Linked DNA regions of Mus musculus: all the other regions are linked to region 3. Evidence: chromatin contacts called from public Hi-C and HiChIP or PLAC-seq data. All regions are on one chromosome and are shown on one strand. The core of a region is the stretch at or near the end of the contact, and the rest is flanking DNA. Distances in the headings are between cores, read along the strand shown.

The links. A called contact is a pair of places that touch in the nucleus more often than the background predicts. HiChIP or PLAC-seq counts read pairs in DNA pulled down with a chosen protein or histone mark.
Region 1: a contact with region 3 is called in a Hi-C map of cerebral cortex, with 3 times the contacts expected there. The contact joins the enhancer-like site here to the promoter of Psip1 in region 3. A contact is called at or near these places in 8 of 39 promoter capture datasets (the C10 cell line, cranial neural crest, erythroid cells and 5 more), 1 of 15 datasets of contacts at CTCF or cohesin (the NIH/3T3 cell line), 2 of 484 Hi-C or Micro-C datasets (the N1E-115 cell line and cerebral cortex), 6 of 115 datasets of contacts at active chromatin or transcription factors (the SCID.adh cell line, craniofacial prominence, embryonic forebrain and 2 more) and 3 of 9 other capture datasets (adipose tissue, liver and pancreatic islet).
Region 2: a contact with region 3 is called in an H3K27ac HiChIP or PLAC-seq map of embryonic stem cells, with 8 read pairs. The contact joins the enhancer-like site here to the promoter of Psip1 in region 3. A contact is called at or near these places in 8 of 39 promoter capture datasets (the C10 cell line, the HPC-7 cell line, cranial neural crest and 4 more), 54 of 484 Hi-C or Micro-C datasets (the 63-12 cell line, the Ba/F3 cell line, CD8 T cells and 39 more), 12 of 115 datasets of contacts at active chromatin or transcription factors (the SCID.adh cell line, embryonic forebrain, embryonic stem cells and 3 more) and 3 of 9 other capture datasets (adipose tissue, embryonic stem cells and liver).

What each region holds. Positions count from the first base shown.
Region 1 is chr4:83,548,380-83,552,431 of GRCm38.p6, forward strand. It overlaps Ccdc171 (coiled-coil domain containing 171), which reads left to right. Exons shown (of 26, transcript NM_001355378.1): 4 at 1,224-1,398. Among named protein-coding and RNA genes, the nearest start is that of Gm25899, 23 kb to the left of the region's middle. Within about 2 kb of position 1,297, at least 22 of the 459 cell types and tissues checked have an H3K27ac peak or open chromatin away from gene starts, as enhancers often do. A contact at or near this core is called in cerebral cortex, where this site is marked.
Region 2 is chr4:83,437,371-83,441,276 of GRCm38.p6, forward strand. The region is part of intron 5 of Snapc3 (small nuclear RNA activating complex, polypeptide 3); the gene reads left to right. Among named protein-coding and RNA genes, the nearest start is that of Snapc3, 22 kb to the left of the region's middle. Within about 2 kb of position 1,906, at least 65 of the 459 cell types and tissues checked have an H3K27ac peak or open chromatin away from gene starts, as enhancers often do. A contact at or near this core is called in the G1E-ER4 cell line, Th1 cells, cerebral cortex and 10 more, where this site is marked.
Region 3 is chr4:83,483,655-83,487,732 of GRCm38.p6, forward strand. Psip1 (PC4 and SFRS1 interacting protein 1) reads right to left here and starts at 2,809. Exons shown (of 16, transcript NM_133948.6): 1 at 2,621-2,809; 2 at 2,063-2,274. The coding sequence starts at 2,134.

The sequences.
Region 1 (4,052 bases), core at 47-2,546, 63 kb after region 3:
TCCATATTTAAGTCTTAATATCCTTTTGTGTTTATATACTAGTGAGCTACATTCTCAGGTCTTCTTTTAATTTTTTTAAAGCATAAGGTTTTTTGGTTTAAATATTTAGCATTTTATTTTTTTAATTGAGAAAAATGTTAAACAATGTATTTTGATCACCTTCCCTGTCCCCCAACTTCTCCCTCACCTCCCTTCCCACCCAACCCTGCTCTTTTTAAAAAATATCTTTAAAAACAAAACCAGTCACATAGTATTTTTACTTCAAACTATCATAAAATATTATTTTTATTTCTTTTACAGAATTTGGTTCATATACCTTTCTGTAACTTGTAGATCTTTCACCCAAGAGCTCTATAACATTTATCTTTTCTTATTTTACTCACCACATCACAAGTATTAAGTATTTAGTATATAAATTATTTGTAAAAGATAAATTATCTAGTCTTGACTATATGATTTTAGAGTAAGATCATTACAGGTCCTCACATTCTAGTTTTTGAGCCATTTGTGTCATCGTAGTGAATGGAATGTCACGATTAGGTGGCCCTTTGCTAACATCCCTATAATAGTCTCACTTATTAGTCTATGCTGTCATTGATATTTTAACCAAGAAAAATAACACATTATTCACTAAATTGTACTTTGTTGCCATTTGCTTCTTTTAAACATTTTTTATGTGTGTGTTCATATGTGTCCTGCGTGTGGAGGCCCCCTTCAGAAGCCAGGAGAGAGTGTTGGATGCCCTGGGACCAGAGTCCAGGTGGTTGTGACCTGTCCCTCATGATGCTCTGAACTGAGCTGGGGTCGCTGGGGTCGCTGGGAGGGCAGCCAGCCCTGTACACTGATGTGCCACCCTCCTCAGCCCTGTTTGCTCCTTGAGTACATGTAGGAGATAAAAGGAGAGGACTACAAGAAGTTTTAAGTGTTTATTATGTGGCATGCCTTTTTGTTTGCTAGGCATGATTTTGTGAGTCACATGCACAGTTTTTTCTTTGTTTGTTTAAAAGGCTTTTCCTCTAGTCGAGTCTCTCCATAATGCGCTTATGATTGTCACCTGGCGAAGCAGCGTTTCTTTCCTAATGTTCCAGAAAAGGTCAGAATATGAATTTTGGTAAACACAGAGCAAGGTTTCGCTAAGAAATGTAAATGCCTGTGTTATGCACTCTCATCAACTTATAGACGTGTTTTATTGCCAGTTCATGAGCTCAGGAATCTGTTTTTAGCTGTCAAGCTATGAGAGCCAGATTGCCAGGCTGCGGTCTGAGGTGGAAAAAGGAGAAGCGCTGCGACAGCGTCTGGAGTACGATCTGGCTGTCGCTAGGAAGGAGGCTGGTCTGGGAAGACGGGCGGCCGAGGAGAGACTGGCCGAGGCGCAGCGGATTCAAGAGAGGCTCTGCGGTAAGGCAGCTTCTCCTCTCCCAGTTCAGGGCAAAGCTTTGTTCTGCGCGCGTTCTTGCTTGTTGTTGCACATCCATACTGGATCTCATGGGGTTTTTCACCCATGGGACTAGATGTGTGTTTATAAGAGGTTTAAATTCTTCTGTTTCCACGTTGGGGATTTGTGCATAACGGGCAAGCACTGTCACTGATTTGGGTTTTCAGTCCTACATTAATTTATTTTGAGACATTGTTTGTGTGTAGGGGAAGGGTCTGATATATCTCAGGATGTCTCATACGTCTGTGTAGCTGAAGATGACCTTGAACTTGTGCATTCTTTCTTGCACTCAGCATCTAAGATGCTTTCCACTGCTCCTGATTTATGTAGTGCTAGGGTTGACTGAGCACAGTGCTTTGTGAATTACTAGTCTAGTATTCTACCAGCCAAACTATACCTTCAGCCTAGTTAATATTTTATATTGTTACGTGTATAGGAAAAGAATACAGAATTTAGGATTCTAATTCTTTAAGCAATATGTAAAATCACAAAGCAGGTGTGTGTGTTTTCTATATACACTCTAGGCTCCTTTATAACAATATATAATTTGAGTCAAAATTTCTAGTCAGTCTGCATGTTCAAGAAATACTGAAAGTGACTTTGTTGATTCTGTAGGTTTCTGTGTCACTGCATTAGATTGTGTGCCTTGAAAAGAAAAAGACACTAAATTTAACCCTCAAAATCCTATTATGTAGGATTTAGTTATAAATAAATAAACTACTTGTTTAAAGTATAGATAAGGGCTGGAGAGATGGCTCAGTGGTTAGGAGAACTGACTGTTTTTCCAAAGGTCCTGAGTTCAAATCCTAGCAACCACATGGTGGCTCACAACCATCTGTAATGAGATCTGGCACCCTCTTCTGGTGCGTCTGAAGTCAGCTACAGTGTACTTACATATAATAATAAATAAATAAATCTTTAAAAAATATAAATAAATGCATGCAGATTCACTTAGGTTACCATATAACTAAAGCAAGCATCCAGGTCACGTTATAAAAAAAGTACATAATGTAAGGATTGTGTTGTATTTATATAATGAAATATTACTCAGCCCTAAAAAGGGGCCAGTGCTAATACATAAAGTTAATGAATCTTAGAAATAAGTTGAGTGAAAAATATTTTATACGTGAGGACATCTTGTGATTTTTTTTTGTACATAGAGTTCTATAATAGGTAAAGCTAATTGTTAGTGAATAAAATCTGAATAGTGGTTTCCCCTAAAGTAAGTAGGCAGTAGACAAAAATATGAGGGAGCTTGGGGCTGGGAAATGACTCAAGAGGTTAAGAACACTGACTATCCTTCAAGAGGACCTGGATTCCATTCCAAGCCATTCACAGAACGGCTCAAAACCGTTTGTTAACTCCAGCCAACTCCCAGAAACCAACGCCCTCTTCTGGCTGCTGTAGGCACCAAGCATACAAGTGGTGGACTTATATGCATGTAGGCAAAATACCTATATATATATATATATATATATATATATATAAATAAAATAAAAATAGAAATTAAAGAAATATGAGGGGGGTTTGGGTTAAAGGATTTTTTTTATGATTTGATAGTGGTTTGGATTACATGGGGGTATGACATTTAGGTAACCTAAAAATCTTATATTTGTAGGATCCTAAATGGTAAAGATTTGTTCATCTCAGTGTATGTAAATTTTACTTAAAATAGTAAGACCGTATCGTATTCAGTTAGCAATCACATTAGTCGTTTTTCTATTGATGTATGTGATGAATTACAGGAGTGCGCTGTTCCACACTCTCTTTGTGGTTAGAAATGCATACACAGTATGGTGGAATGCTGGCTATAAACGGATGGGTGTGTACCTAGATGGATGAACGTCTGATAAAGCAAATGTAGCAAAAATGTAACAATTGCCTAGGGCAGACTGGAGGATTTTAAACATTTTCTATGCATCTGTGTTTCCCCTACAAGCATGTCTGTGTACCACGTAAGTGTCTGGTGCTTGTGGCCTGAAGCTGGTGCCTGATTCTTATCTTTCCTTCAAAGAGTGTATTGCTTTGGAGTCACTCCCATTTCCTAGCAGAAGATGAAGTGCTTAAGCTCTGCACATGGTCAAATAGAGGGCCTGGTGAACCCAGGAAGGTCTCATATCTAATACTAAGTGTAGAAGGACCGTCTCCTCCGTCTCTCAGCGTTCCAGAAGCTACTGCCTGCCCCTATACCTATACCTATACCTCATGTAGGAATTTGGAGGGCTTTCCTGTGAGTGACACTGATGGTGTGGGTTTCTCAGTAGACGACATTGTATAGATTCTCCTCCAGTGGGGCTGGTGAGAGGGCTCAGTGGTTAAGAATACTGACTGCTCTTCCAGAGGTCCCGAGTTCAATCCCCAGCAACCACATGGTGGCTCACAACCATCTGTAATAGTGGATCTGATATCCTCTTCTGGTGTGTCTGAAGACTGCTACAGTGTATTCATATACATAAATCAAATATATAGATCTTAAAAAAATTATCTTCTAGTAAAGACCACAGTTCCCAGCTTGTCACTCACAAGGCCGGAATGTAGGCGATGGGGATATTGTCTATAAGATATATTTAGAGTTTCGTTACTCTTCATTGAGTAGGTAGCCAAGAATCATCAGATC
Region 2 (3,906 bases), core at 656-3,155, 47 kb before region 3:
AGTTCTTTGATTTTGAGTCCCGTTAACTGACACTCATTAGGCTTTACACAGTGAATGTGTGTCTTCTCCCTGCTCCTGTTTTGAGCATTTCAGTGTGTTAAGAAGCATATCACCATGCATGGGGGTGGCAGCCGAATCATGGTCACATTTACAGACTTGGTTGCAGGCTTTTCATGTGTATAATGTCCTGGTGCTGTTTGTGTCTCTGTCTTACAGACCCACCATGTTCAGTGACTGACATGGAGATGAGCATCATGGCTCATGAAGAGATTACACTAGATGTTTGTGGTTATGTTGAAAATGGTTTTAAGATCCTTAAACTCTACTGAACTTCTGAGTCAGTGCTTGTGGAGGTAACTGCAATGATAAAGAGAAACAAATGGAATTTTAAGGAAATAGGTTTCTCTCTCTTTTTTTTTTTTCCAAGGGAGAAAGCATCAATCTTTTGAAAGCTTTCTCTCTTTTTTTTTTTCTTTCTTTGTTTTTTTTTTTTTTTTTTTCGAGACAGGGTTTCTCTGTGTAGCCCTGGCTGTCCTGGAGCTCACTTTGTAGACCAGGCTGGCCTCGAACTCAGAAATCCACCTGCCTCTGCCTCCCGAGTGCTGGGATTAAAAGGCGTGCGCCACCATGCCCGGCTTGAAAGCTTTCTTAACCCTACCAAAAAAGAAGGTGTAACTATAAATAGATTAATGTGAGCTGGGTATGGTGGTGTATGTCTTTAATCCCAGCACTCAGGAGGTGGAGGCAAGCAGATCTCTGATTTCAAGACCAGACTGATCTGTAAAAGTATTTTTCCCCCCTGATGTAATTGTCATCTCAGAGGCTTACTGCATCCATCTGCTAACCTAGGCCTGGTCCTGGAAGCTTCTAGCCTCTGTACAATCATAATCTAGGCCTAGAATGTTTCCAGCCTCAGAGACTTTCTGCTGAATCAGCTCACCCTTTCTAGTTCTCTCTGAACTCCTGCTGGCTGATTCAACTCAGCTGTCCTGGCTCAGACTCTTCTCCAGGCTCACTGATTCAGTCTGGCTTCTCTCTCTGCATCTGCTGAATGGCTCTGCCTGGCCTCATAGCAAATCTTCTGTCTCCTTGTCATTCTATGGCTCTTTCTGCCTTCACCTCTGTCTAGCTTGTTCTCTTCAACCTGTCTCTCTCTGTAAGACTCTTCCAGTAAAACTGCCTTTTTCATTTTCTGCATTGTCCCTTAAGTAGCTTTCTTTTCCTCTCTCCTGGTGGGGGGCTGTCATATCCTAGTCCGTCAAATCTTTCTCTGATTCATCACGTCTGTCACTCACTTTTAAACATGGGTGGCTTACCTTCATTGATTGGGATTAAAGATGTGTGCTAAGAGCTGAGGTACCACAACCAGCAATTCCCAGGAAATAACAGTCTCGGGTTCACAGTGTAATCAAATATTCTCTAACACTTGTCTACATAGCAAATTCCAGGATAGCTAGAGATACAGAGCTCTTTTCTTTCAAAAAGAAAAGATTACCATGAAGAATCCCTTTTTATAGTAACCTATCAGCATTGGTAAGAGCAGATATGTAGTTCATTCCAGCAACAAGTGCTTGTAACCACTAACCCATCTCTCTAGCCCCTACTGTCTTAATATTTACACATCTGTGGCTACATTCTTTGTTTGTCTACTAAAATAATACTCTGATCATTGAGCACATGTCATGTGCCTAGTGTATGCTGGCCTTAAAAGAATTGTCACCATTTTTATAAGAAAAGAGCATAGTCATCCTGAGCTGCTCAAGCTCAGCCATCAGTGGTGGGGGCTAGAGTCGGGTTCTCGTTTCTCCTTCTGAGCCCACAGCTTCTCTGCCCTGCCCTGCCCTGCCCTGCCCTGCCCTGCCCTGCCCTGCCCTGCCGCCCGCTGTGAATGACTGCTGAAGCACGGTGTGATTCACTCACTCACCAGCAGCTTCTAGCACAGGGCCTGGTGGGAGATGAATGTATCAGTTCAGAAATCTGTTTTCCTTTTTGTTCTTCAGCAATGGCTTAGAAATGTGTGTTTATGATGTTAAAAGCATTTAGAAGGACAGATTCCTATGAATGAAGTATTGACTGAATTTAACATCTTTCTGCTGTTGTTACTGGGGTTTTTGGTTTTTGTTTTTTTCAAGACAGGTTTTCTCTGTGTAATAGTCCTGGATGCCCTGGACTTGGTTTGTAGACCAGCTGGCCTTCAACTCAGAGATCCACCTGCCTTTGTCTCCTAAATGTTGGGATTAAATGTGTATACCCGGCTGAGGCTAACATCTTTATGAGCCTTAGAAAGACTATTTCATTGACATTTTTATTTTACAGTATTGTTGGCTGTGGGGGTTATTTTTTCTCATTTGTAAGGTTTCTGTTGGAAAATTTTCAAATATGTAATCAATATAGAGAATAGTATAATGAGCCTCTGTTCAATACTTCGTAGCTTTTTCCAGAAGTGTTTTTTGTGTTAAGCACCATTGTACCTCAAAGAAAAGTGAAAATAAGACCCCGTGTTCTATGTTTTTGTTGGTTTCCTGGCATGTATTCCACTAGCTGTTGTAGACTGGTTTGACAGTGAGTTGCAGCTCTTAGAGTGAGCTAGATGGCTGTTGTTGATGTGCCAGGACTTGGATAACTCTAATGCATTTAATTAAGTCTCTCTAGCTTTGAAGTAGAGGAGGATTTGCCAGTGTTTGTTTTTTTAATAATTGCCTTGAGAATGGAACTGTATTTTTAAAACAAACATGTAAACAGTACAAGTACTTTCTGAATAAGTATCAAATACACTGTCTTCCAGTGTAGCCCATGCTGCTTGGAATTTGTGATTCTCCTGCCTCAGCTTCAGAAGTGCTGGCATTGCATGTGGGTTACTAAACCTGCCCATCTGTTACTTCTTTGTACAGTGAGGAGAGGTTATTATTGGTGAAAACTACTTTTGTTCTAGAGTTTTCTTTGTAAATAAGCAATTATGTGAGAAGACATTAAGGTGTTCAAGTCACTTCTAGTGGAGGTTTATACAAGTGTTGTATGATCAACAAAATTGTATGTATATCAAACTTTGTTTCCAAAATGAGGCATTAGTTATGGTTAGGGCATGCATGCATGTATCTATCTATCCATCCATCCATCCATCTTAAAACAGAGAGTCTACAAGCCTGTGTAACCCAGGCTTGCCCAGAACTATGTAGCAGAAACTGACACCAAACTCACAGCAGTCTTCTTGCCTTAGCCTTCTTAACATTGGGATTATTCTTATGCATTGCTATGCCTAGCTCTAGATCATTTACCTTTTCAATGTTTTCTTTTTCTTTTTTTGTTTTTGTTTGTTTGGTTTTGTTTTGTTTTTCGAGACAGGGTTTCTCTGTATAGCCCTGGCTGTCCTGGAACTCACTTTGTAGACCAGGCTGGCCTCGAACTCAGAAATCCACCCGCCTCTGCCTCCCGAGTGCTGGGATTAAAGGCGTGAGCCACCACGCCCGGCTTTTTCTATGTTTTCTTATACTTTATTTGTATATGTTTGCATACAAGTGTGTGCCATGCCCATGTGTGGAGGGCCAGGGACCACTTGTGAGCGCGGGTCCATCATCCCTTCTACCTTGAGCACCCAGTGATCAAACTTAGGTCCCCCAGGCTTATCACCAGTCACTTTACCCCTGGGCCATCTCACTAGCCCTTGGACCCTTATTTTAAATAGCTTACTGTTCTGAATGCTGCAGAAGCACATTAAAAAGACTGGTTTGTGTTCTAGCAGCCAAACAGGACATTTAGTACTTAATTATTATTTCTTAACTATACAGCCAGCCCTGAGGATTCAGTGACTTGTACCGTGAGGATCCTGGCCATCCCCTTTAAGTTTGGTGTGATTCAGGATTGAGACCACGTGTACCTACTATTACATAACTATTACATGTGTACTAT
Region 3 (4,078 bases), core at 1,559-4,058:
AGAATGAAAAAACATGTAAATCTTTTGGGGGGACAGGGTTGGAGGAGTTTCTCTGTGTAGCCCTGGAACTCACTCTGTAATTCTTAAAGTATGTAAAAACCAAATTCAGCTGCTTCTAAGAAAAAGAAAACAAGGGAAAAAAGACAAAAATGTCCTATCCCAATCCAGATGAACTAATCACAAGTAGAACTTGTCACTGGAGAGACGGCTTAGTGGTTAAGAGGACCCTGGTTCAGTTTGGTACCACACAGCAGCTCCTGACAGTTTTTTTCATAGTCTCAAGTTATGGAAGTGGTGTAGACACACATGCAGGCAAAACACCCAAAACACAGAACTTTAAAAAATTGTTAATTTTGAAGAAAAAAAGAGGAAAATGATTCTCCAAAGGCTATTTTCACTTTTACCAGCAACAACTCTTAGCCTGTAACATACTGCAAGAGGTAAGAAGACAATTTAAAAAAGATCTTATTTAATTAGATGTAGGTGTGTGTGCCTGCACATGGCTGTGTGCAGAGTGCAGGTGGTGACACTGCCCTGTCATCACAGACAGATCACTGTGGATGTGAGCTGCCTGAGATAAGTGCCGAATTAGGTCCACCGAGCAGCGAGTCCTCTTAACCACGGAGCCATTTCTCTAGCTGTCAAAGTCAGAAAAAAATTTAAAGTATTTACACCTGGCCTCTAACTACATTGGGGCATGGAACTTAGAATATGAGTATCAGATAACCATGATTTTTAACAGCTCAAAATCAGGATACCTAGAATCATCAAGTGTCTCTTGGGGGCCTTGAAACCTTCCCAAGCCTAGCGAGTCTTCTGTAAAGTTGAAAGGCAGTGTTTTCCAAGTGCATGACTATGTAAGAGCAGCAGGATAAAGAAATTCAGCTTTAGGTCACTGCCCTAAAGACGTTTGCAACATATGTAACGGTCAAAGCACACACACAGCAGTAATTTACAAGTTTTCCTATAGGAAAACAAGAACACCAATTATATAGACAAGGCTGAGGATTAAGGCTCTACCAAACAAGGTACCCCAGGAGGATGGGAAGTTAGGGAGCAGTCTAAGTCAGTACTCATACACAGCTGTCAGAACCCAACGATGGAATTCATTATTTTTAAGTAATACCTTTCAAAGATTAAATTAGTTACGTGCATAAAAAAAATAGCCAGGCAGTGGTAGTGTACGCCTTTAGTCCCAGCACTCCAGAAGCAGAGGCAGGTAGATCTCCGAGTTTGAAGCCAGCCTGGTCTACGAGTGAGTTCCAGAACAATCAGCGCTACACAGAGAAACTGTCTTGAAAATGAAAATAAAAAATAGGTTGTATGAAAAAATAATTACAATTTTAGAACATGAGTCTATTTTTGAGTTTATCTAATAACCTTCTTTAAGTCTTATCTATAGTATTCTGAACCTTGACACCATTATAAACTAACAAAAAAAACCTATTTTTTTTTTCCTGAAAATGGAGCTCGGCTGTTTAATGTAACATCTTGAGCCCTTAGGACTTCTCCAGTTAGGTTAATCCAGTGTCCGGTCTACTTCTCCCTTTGGCTATGGAGAACAAAAAATGGAAAACAACATCTTCAAGGTCATAAAGCCAAAGACTGTGAATCTAAAGATCCAAATGAGCCGCCAACTGCAAATCGGTACGAAGCAACCTAAACCACAGCTGACATGCAAGGGCTTGGAGTCTGCATTTTTCGTTGACGCTTTGTATTTTGTTCAAAATTCCAAATTTTAAGGAAATGTCATGATTTCAACTCACAAAAATCCTACTTGATGATTTCGCCTCAATGAAACGTTAATTGAATGTCATCCCCAAAAACTGCTATATAGAACACCTGTCAGAGACTCAAAAAGGGAAACCGCCGCGGATATGAAGGAAAACCTAGAATTTTACAATTGTACGTGAGTATACAGAAAAAAAAAAAAAGAAAGAAAGCTAAAATGAAAGGTTCCAAGTAACGGTAAAGAGAAAAGGAGAGGAAGGACTGAAAGGAAGCCGAGAAGAAACGATGGGAGGCAGGCCGCACCGCTACACCGGGGCTACAAATCACTTACTCGAGCTGGCCAATGAGGATAACCTTTCATCTTGGCGAAGATGAGGTCTCCAGGTTTGAAATCGCGAGTCATGTTTGAGGGGCGACGCCGGGAGTCCCAAGACCAGAAGGGGGAGCAGCGCAGCCGCGATCAGGAGATGCGAGAGCACAGACGCGAGCTGGGACTGGCGGGCCCGCGGGCGGGGGAGGATGCCTCGGGGTGTCCCGACGCGCCTGCGAGGGACAGCAGGGAGGGCGGTTAAAGCGCAAACCCCAGGGAGGGGCCGCGGGGAGGAGGGCAGGGGGAGGGGAGGCGGCGGAGGGGGAGGGGGAGCCGCCTGCGCGCCTCCTCGGACAGAGCGCGGCCTCGGCCCCGAGCAGCGCCGGGGCCTGCGGTCGCGGCCACCTGAGGCAGGGATGCTGCCCGCCACCCGGCCGCCGGCCTCCCACCCCGGCGCTCCCAGGGCTTTTCCCACGGGCCGCAGCCCACGAGGGAGGGGCGCGGCGGGGAGAGGAGGGAGGCTGCGAGCGCGGCCGCCCGCTTCCCATCCGCGCCGAGCGGGGGCGGGGCGGCTCTCACCTGCCGGGCGGCGGCGCTGGGGCTGCGGGGCGCGCTGGCCGCTCCTGCCCACGTCCACGCCGGCCACCTGCGCCACCAGCTGCCGCAGAGGCGTCTCAACGGCTCCGAGCTGCAACCGCCACCGCCACCGCCACCGCCGCCGATGTCGCTACGCCGCTCCCGCGCGGCTCCCGCTCGGCGCCCGCTAGCGCTGGGCCGTACCAAGTGCTCGCGCAGGCACGGGTGGCGCTACAGCCGCCGAGCGTCGTGGCTCGGGAGCTGAGGGCCTGAGTCCCCTAGAGCCCACAGGTGCCCCTGGTTGCGACCAATTGCAAGCAGATGCCGTGGGAGGGGAGGGAGAGGGGAGGCCCGGAGAGAGGCACGCGGGAGCTGTCCCTCTCCTCCACCCCCCCCACGGCTGGCACAGTGGTCGCGCCCGGCCCGCCCCTGCTGGCTGCTCTGCGTGTGTGTATTTGTATGTGTACTGTATGTAAAAGACGGGGAGGGAGGAAACGATTGTTGTGGACCCGGTTTGGGGGCGGGTATCCGGGCCTGTAGCCCACGGCTGCATGTTTAAGAGAATGTGGCAGCCCAAGGTGCTTGTTCTCGCATCCTTCTCCTTGGTGCGAGTACTGTAGTGCTCCTGCGCAGTTTACATCATCCCCAAAATGAAGAGCTGTGCAAAATCCCAGAGATGAAATTGGAATATGAAGCAGTTGCAGGGTGTGCACCTTGTAGGCCTCTTACACCTCGCAGAATGGGCTTTGCAGTCTCCTTTTCTTGGGACTGAAACATGAGAAAGCCCTATTTCATTTCCCTGATATTTCAACCGCGGAGAACCGTTAACGAAAACACAATCCCATTGAATGCAAAACGTCAAGGATATAAAACAATGACAGAGAAAGCGTAGTTAGCTTGTTAGTTAGGATGTGGATTTGGGCCCAATCTAAATTTTAGCCCTGCACTTAAAATTCTATTTCCCTAGAAAAGTGATATATATGGTGGTAGGTGATACAGGAGAGAAGAGTTACTAACACCTAAATATTTCATCATTTAAAATTCTCTTAAAGGGTATTTAAAGGTGAACTTATTTTTGATCCTTTAGCCAGTGGATGCTTTTAATATTTTGTAATACACCTTCTGAAATGGGTTGACTTTTACGATCTTTACTCTAGCAGAACTAATATTATTTATCCATTAACATCCAGGTTCCCAATAAGTAAGGATGTGGCAAATTAGAAGACATTAAAGTATTAAGAAAAAATAAGTCTTTTGTTTCATCCTTCATTGAATCTCTCCAAAATCCTGTTTAGAATAGAGCACTGTTTGGTGTTGAATATACAGCTAGGAACAAGATTAGGTATTTCCTATATCAAACAGGCTAAAAATATTAAAGATATTAAGAATATTAAAATGTGTAAGCAATAATACTGCTTTAAATAAAGACTCACAGCTGAGACTCAGGAAGAGCTTTGTTTG